2 separate regions of the Rattus norvegicus genome follow, and region 1 is linked to region 2. Evidence: chromatin contacts called from public Hi-C data. All regions are on one chromosome and are shown on one strand. Each heading gives the region's core, a stretch centred on a gene start, on an enhancer-like site or on the middle of the called end of the contact. The rest is flanking DNA. Distances are from core to core; before and after follow the strand shown. Region 1 holds the start of Cbx3 (chromobox 3). Region 2 has its middle 58 kb from the start of Mir148a.

Region 1 (3,188 bases), core at 221-2,720, 270 kb after region 2:
CAAAGTGTTGAAAGCAAAATCGCAGCGAGGAAGGAGATGGGAAAATGGCGGACGCCAAATCCGGTTCCCGGGAGGGGGGAGGGGAAGCTTCGCAGAATCACTCCGGGGACCAGGGGGCCCCCGAAACGTTCCGCCACGAACATAACCGGATCCTTAGGCCGCGCACATCGAGAAGAGAAAGCGATGGCCCTCTCCTGCGCTCCTTTAGCGGTCCAGCCGCGTCGCGGCGGCCACGTCCCATCCCCCACCCCAGCAAAGGGAAATGGCGCCCGGCGGCTGAGGGCGGGGAAGGCGCTCGGACAATCGGGCCTCCGACAACGACGCCTCAGAAACTCGCCAAGGCCAACGGCCACTCGAGTGGCCGTATTCCCTCTGCCGGACCACGGAGGCGGGTGTCCGGTTTCCATTGCGGTGCCTCCGGCCTCACCATGCCCTTTCTAATAACTCATTGATTTCAAACCCGTTACCTCCATCGCGGACTCAGTCGCTTCAGCTCGATTTCCCGCAGCCGAGCGAGAAGAGAAAGACCTCCGCGGACGGACACGCACGGGACTCGTCCTGACGCTGTGGTGAGAGCAGCCGATGGCCAAGAAACTGCGCCGCACGGAGCACCTGCACACGGGACCGGCGCCGCTGCTACTGCCGCTGGAGCCGAGACCGCCGCTTTTCTAGAACCTTCCCCCACTAACGCGTCTCCGCTTACGTCAGGCCGTTACGCAAACGTCCTAACCGCCGCCAATGGCGGGAAGGGCCTACACTCTCCTTACGCCAAGTACGTGCTCCTCCCCCTTTAGGTATAGCGGGACTGGTTTACATGACTTGCGCAACTGGCTTCAGTGAATTGCGGAAGGCTCGTGCTCAGCGTGTTACTACGTCCGGAACTAGGTCCGGCCCCCACCTCCGCGTAGGGAGCCGAGAAACGGTCGCGCAGTTTGAAATTAACGCCGTCGGGAGGGGCTTAGGCTGGAGCTCTGGCGTGCGGCCCTCTCCACCAAAGCGCCCCCTCTGCAGCTACGCCTTTGCCAATCCTGTCTCCGGGTTTTCGAGCCACACAAATAGTTCTACCTGTCCCAAGGGGGCTCCTCACTCGGTCCCTCCCAGAAGGACTTGTAGTCCAAGTACAATCCCCAATGCCAAAAGCCTTGGGAGCCCGCGCCCAGTAAGAGGTGGTGCTTAAAGAACCCGGCTGTTGAGCTCCCCGGCCCTCGAGCTCCGGGTGAGGTGGGCGGAGCCCTGCTTTGGCGCGCTTTGAGACTGAGAAGCCTCCGCCGTCCTGCCTGCCTTCCCCCACCCTCGGGAGACCCCCGGGCGCCACGCAGCGAACGGTGAGCGGCGCGCGCGCCGCCCCCCGCAGGACGCGTTCCCGGCGGGCCCCGCGCGGCCAGGGCGTGGGCGGTGCCTCCCCCTCCCCCCCAGCGGAGCTGCCCGCGCCCCCTCCCCTCGGATGTGGCTGAGCTGAAGCGCGCAGGCGGGAGACTCTGCAGGATCCGCGGCCCTGAGCATCTGAGCGGTGAAGTCCGAGGCTTGCTTTCTATCTTGCGCGTGGTGGGGGTTAGGATGCTCTGTGCGCCCGAGCTTGCGGGGAGCCTGCGGGCCCCAAGCTCCGCCGTGGGCCGCGGGCAGGGGGGAGGCTGGCTCGGGCCTTGCTGAGGCGCCGCTCTGGTGAATGGGGAGATGGTACAATCGTGCACGAGGGTGGGAGCCGGATGACAGCTGCCTTGACTCCAGACAAAGCGCGGCCCTCCCCTCCCCCAGCCTCGCCGCGGGCCCACAGGGAGAGCAGTGCAGGCTCTGCAGCTGCGAGGCCTGAGGCCCCGGGCTTCGGCGCGCTCCCGGCTACGTGGCCGCCGCCGCCGGATGGGGGAGGCGCGGGCCCGTGGCGCAGTGCCCTTGAGCCCCCGCCGCCGCCGCCTTTGTTTCTCCCCGCGGAGGCGCTGACCACGAGGCCCGCTCTCTCGAATGGGGGACGGGCTACCCAGCTTGGTCTCTCGACGCGGGAATGGAGCTCGGAAGGGGCCCTCCTCGAAGGAGAACGGGCGTGAAGGAGGTCGATTTCTTCGGTTCTTATCAGAACAGTACTTGAGGCAGGAGGATTGCCAATCTGGACTAGAGATAGTGATTACCGTCGCCGCCCCCCCACACACACACCCGGAGAAAGAAAAAGGCTAGGAAATAGGACTGAGACATCTTAATGTGTTCCTTTTACATCGTGATTGAAGAGGGAGGGCTTCTGAAAAAATAAGGATGGAATTATATGAGCTCCTTGGAGTATTTAGAAATCTAAAGAAAAAAAAGTTGTATGGTTATTAACCGACAAAAGGTAAATAATAATAGTAACTGTTTTGGAAACAGAAGATTGCCTTTCATTCAAAATAAAAATTGAAATTGTAAAAATTCTATTTGAACTGAAAAAGTAATTCTCACCAACTAAAGTCTGAGGTACCAGTGTTCCTAGTAAGATTATTTTTACTAACCTCTAAAGCACTGACATACTGAAGTTATTAGTTACATACTGATAACACAGGAACTCAGAACTGTTTCCTTGCATTTTTACCCGAGATTCACAAGTTGAAAGCCACACAAAACTTGTAGTTGCCTTTTGTGTGTCATGAAAATTTAACCGTCCTACATTTTTTTTTCTTGCAATAGCTCTTCAAGTCTCCGATTAAATTTTAAAAATGGCCTCCAATAAAACTACATTGGTAAGTTTGTGAAAACCTAAAACATAATACTCTTAACTGAAGGGGGTTTTTTTTGTATAAAAATTAAAAGCTAAGAAAACATGTGGTGGTGGATCTCTTTGAATTTGAGGCCAGCCTGGTCTGCTGGTCTGCAGTGTGAGTTCCAGAACAGTCAGAGCTACACAGAAAAACCCTGTCTGGGGGTGTGGTTGGGGGAATTATAACCCGTGCAGGACTTGGTTGTGCATTCCTTAATCCCGTCATAACTGGGTGAATTGCTGTGATTTAAAAGGCAGCCTATTGAGTCCAGGTACTTATCAGCACTCAAAACTGAGTTTGTTAGGATAAAATAAGGCTTCCCTTAAGAACGGCCACGATGCACCTTTTAAAACAGTGTTGTACAGCTTTTGCTGGATGTTTTTGTTTTTGAGGTAATAATGCGTGTGAGTTATAAAACGGTTCAATCTCCAAAGCCCAAGGAAAAGTGGGGGAAAAAAAGATTCTACA
Region 2 (3,311 bases), core at 415-2,914:
ATGGCTGATCACTGGTCTTTTGTTTTCATATTTGTATAAAAGTAAATCTTTTCGTACTGCATGTGAGGAGAGTTTCAGTCTTCATTTTATGAAAACACATGTACATCATAATTACAGCTACCTACAGCTTCTGCTGTGCACAGAAAAGCATTGTGTGGTTTTAATGAGGGAAATGTTACTGGGGGCTTGCTTTTAATTTAAAATAATTTATTCATTTTAATTTTATGTGTATTTTGCCTGCATGTGTCAAGTGCATGCAATGCCCATGGCGGCCAGAAGAGGGCATCAGATCACACAGAGGCCAGAGGAGGGCAAAGGATCCTCTGGAACTGGGATTACAGATAGTGATGAGCTGCCGTGTGTGTGTGTGTGTGTGTGTGTGCTGGGAATCAAACCCACACTCCATGGAAGAGCAACCAGTGCCTTTAACCACTGAGCCACCCTTCCAGCTCTGCTTTTGGTTTGGAGACAGAGCGTTGTGTAACTCAGACTGACCTCAAATTCACCATGTAGCAAGGGCTGGCTTTGAATTTCTGATCCTTCGGCCTCTGGCTCCTGAGTGCTGGGATTCCAGGCATGTGTCACCATGCCCAAATTATCTGCTAGAGATCAAATTCGGGGAATCTGTGCGCTCTAGGCAAGCATTCTACTGAGTCACATCCTTACTTCTGGAAGGTTCTTCTTAAATCTTAAATGCAATAATCAATAATAACTCCCACAGAGAGCAGGGGGAAAGCTCTGTGGAGGGTCTGTCTTGTGACTCACAGAGAAGTCACTGCCCCACTGTTTTCCCCCTGAGCGAACAGACACGGAGTCAGAGAAACGAGTTCCAATCCGGGGCTTTCCAACCTCACAGCCTGTCTTTCAGCCATGTCTTTGCCCATCTACCACTATTCAAATGGGCTTCCCTAAACGGGGATCAGGCTGGACACACGGAGCTATGGGAAAGATTCCTCCGGCTTTTAGCTTCCTTCACTGAACCTAGGTGTGGCAGACACACGCCAGACCGTTCTCTGACCTTCCCTTCACAATGACCATTTCCCTGCACCCACCTGTGAGCCCTGCCTTACAGGACGCTTCCAGCCTAGAAGCCCATGCTGTAGTCACATAAGAACACAGAGCCAAGCAAGGTATTTTTTATAATGAAATCCCTTACAAGGACTCCCCGCTTATGGGAAGTAACTGCCTCAGCTCCTTTGTCATGCACACCCTCCAAGCCTTCCCCAGTCTCATAAAGAAGAGATTGTCGTGTCCGTCTTACAGGAGAAAGGACTGAGGCTCAGAGAAGTCAGAAAGCATGCCTGAGGTTAGCATCGTCCAAACAGAGCTTTGTCTGAGGACAGGACAGTGTCCAACGCTCTGTCCTCTTCCCTGATACACAAGCTCTTTATCTCCCTGTTCCTGGAAAGCCAGGAGAGGGAATTTGAGACTCATCTCACTGATAATCTGGTGTCAGCTCCAGCTGGTACCCGGGGTGGGGGTGGGGGGGACGGGGAGTTGGGGGTGGTGGGAGAGCGGGGTAGGGCATAGGCTGCTGCTCATGCCTCTCTCCCCCCTAACTCCTTGGAACACTCCTGGGCTCTTTGTAGGACCCTCTAGAGGCTTGCCCCTGCTTGCCCACACTCCCGTGCTGTGCCGGCTCTTTGCTCTGTACCACTCTACCGCTATAATGTCCTCCGCCCCCCTTGCCTCCTCTGCCGCCGCAGCCCTCCAAAGTCATGGCTGCTGGGGAAGTCTCCCCTCCTTCCTCGCAGCCTGGGTGCTTCCTCTTATATTACATTTGCTCCGTAGAGTGAGTCCTGCCAATGTGAGTTCGTCAGAGGTCCGGAGCTCCCGAAGGGCATGGATAACGTTCGGCCCTTTAAAAATAAAACCTGTCAATTGCACTAAATTGACTGTCATCATCATAGAAGGGTGTGGAAGGAGGAATTACTTCCCCCCTCTTAAATAATTTTAAGAGCAATTTTAGTGACAGTGTTTAGCAATCAGAGTACTGCCGTTAGGATTATTGTGTATTTATCTGATCTATTTATTCTCACAAAATAGACTGGCTCTGTATATCTTTTATTTAAATGAATGGGTCTCAGCCAAAAAAAAAATAAGAATGGCTTAATTATTACATGTGACAATAAATCTCTAAAATTAAAATTAAAACTGTCTTCTGTTAGACCGATTTATAAAGAATATCTTTATGGACAAAAGAAACTGCTTAATAATCTGCCTTGTAAAAAATAATTTTTTAAAGCCATTAATATTTTTTTGAGGTGAAAAGGCTTCTTTCTAATGTAATACTGCTTTCAGTTTAAATCTTATGCTAGCGTTGATGTACAATTACTTTCACATTGTGGTAGTGTGCCAGTTGAAAAGGGGGAGGGAGGAAGAGAGAGAGGGAGGGAGGAAGGGAGGGAGGTTGATGCAGCAAGTAAGGACTTTCCCCTCTAAATGAACCTAGCTCAGGCTCATAAATAAGTCAAGATTATGCTAATGACTAGGGCGGAACACAATTCACAATTCAGGCCTTAACAATTCCATAAAACAGACACCAGGGGGCACTACAGGACCACGTTTTGCAATTTCAGGCGCCATTTTTTTCCTCCTCAAATTGGACAACCATTTCTTGAAGAAAAACCAACAAATAAAAACGAACCAAGACAAAATAAGAATTGTTAACCTTCTGAGCACCAGACATTATTTTGTTTATTGTTTTCGATATCCCATTATTACAAAGTTTAACCAAGAAGGCTTGCAAGGTTGTTTGAAAAGACAATGTGCTTAGAGACAGTTTGTCTTCCTCTTTATGTTGCTTTGTGTCGAACATGACGTGTGTGTGTGTGTGTGTGTGTGTGTGTGTGTGTGTGTGTGTGTACGTTGTGTGTTGTTTACTAGGGGAGAAACCATTTAGGAAACATCACATTTATTCTGCCGTGCTTCCCCCATATAGCCTCAATGTTTCCAGCATTATCTTAATTGTTATTACCCAGGTAACAGCTTTCATTCATCCATCGCCTAACCCAATCGGTAAATATTTGTGGGAGCCCTTCATGGCAGCCGCTCTGCCAGACTGGATACACCCCATGCCCAGGATCTCAAACAGTCCTAGGAGTCAATTCTCTTTACCCTTTCAGTACCAAAATCTGTAAGTACAAAAAAGATTTTTAAAACAGATTATTTCTGTTTATTGTCTCTAGTAAAAGCCAGTAAAATCACTGCTTTCTATATGTGATACAGATATATGATGATTCGCTGGAGCTAAGTGACTGGATTTCTATTGATCAGAGAAAATGGATGCTGTGGGCTGGGGGATTTTGCTT

Evidence for each region. A called contact is a pair of places that touch in the nucleus more often than the background predicts.
Region 1: a contact with region 2 is called in a Hi-C map of Schwann cells, with 8 times the contacts expected there. The contact joins the promoter of Cbx3 here to the enhancer-like site in region 2. A contact is called at or near these places in 1 of 12 Hi-C or Micro-C datasets (Schwann cells) and 1 of 1 datasets of contacts at active chromatin or transcription factors (oligodendrocytes).

The regions. Positions count from the first base shown.
Region 1 is chr4:81,875,209-81,878,396 of GRCr8, forward strand. Cbx3 (chromobox 3) reads left to right here and starts at 1,471. Exons shown (of 6, transcript NM_001008313.2): 1 at 1,471-1,510; 2 at 2,650-2,702. The coding sequence starts at 2,679. Hnrnpa2b1 (heterogeneous nuclear ribonucleoprotein A2/B1) reads right to left here and starts at 678. Exons shown (of 12, transcript NM_001104613.2): 1 at 468-678. The coding sequence starts at 473.
Region 2 is chr4:81,605,032-81,608,342 of GRCr8, forward strand. No RefSeq gene overlaps it. Among named protein-coding and RNA genes, the nearest start is that of Mir148a, 58 kb to the right of the region's middle. Within about 2 kb of position 1,665, at least 6 of the 93 cell types and tissues checked have an H3K27ac peak or open chromatin away from gene starts, as enhancers often do.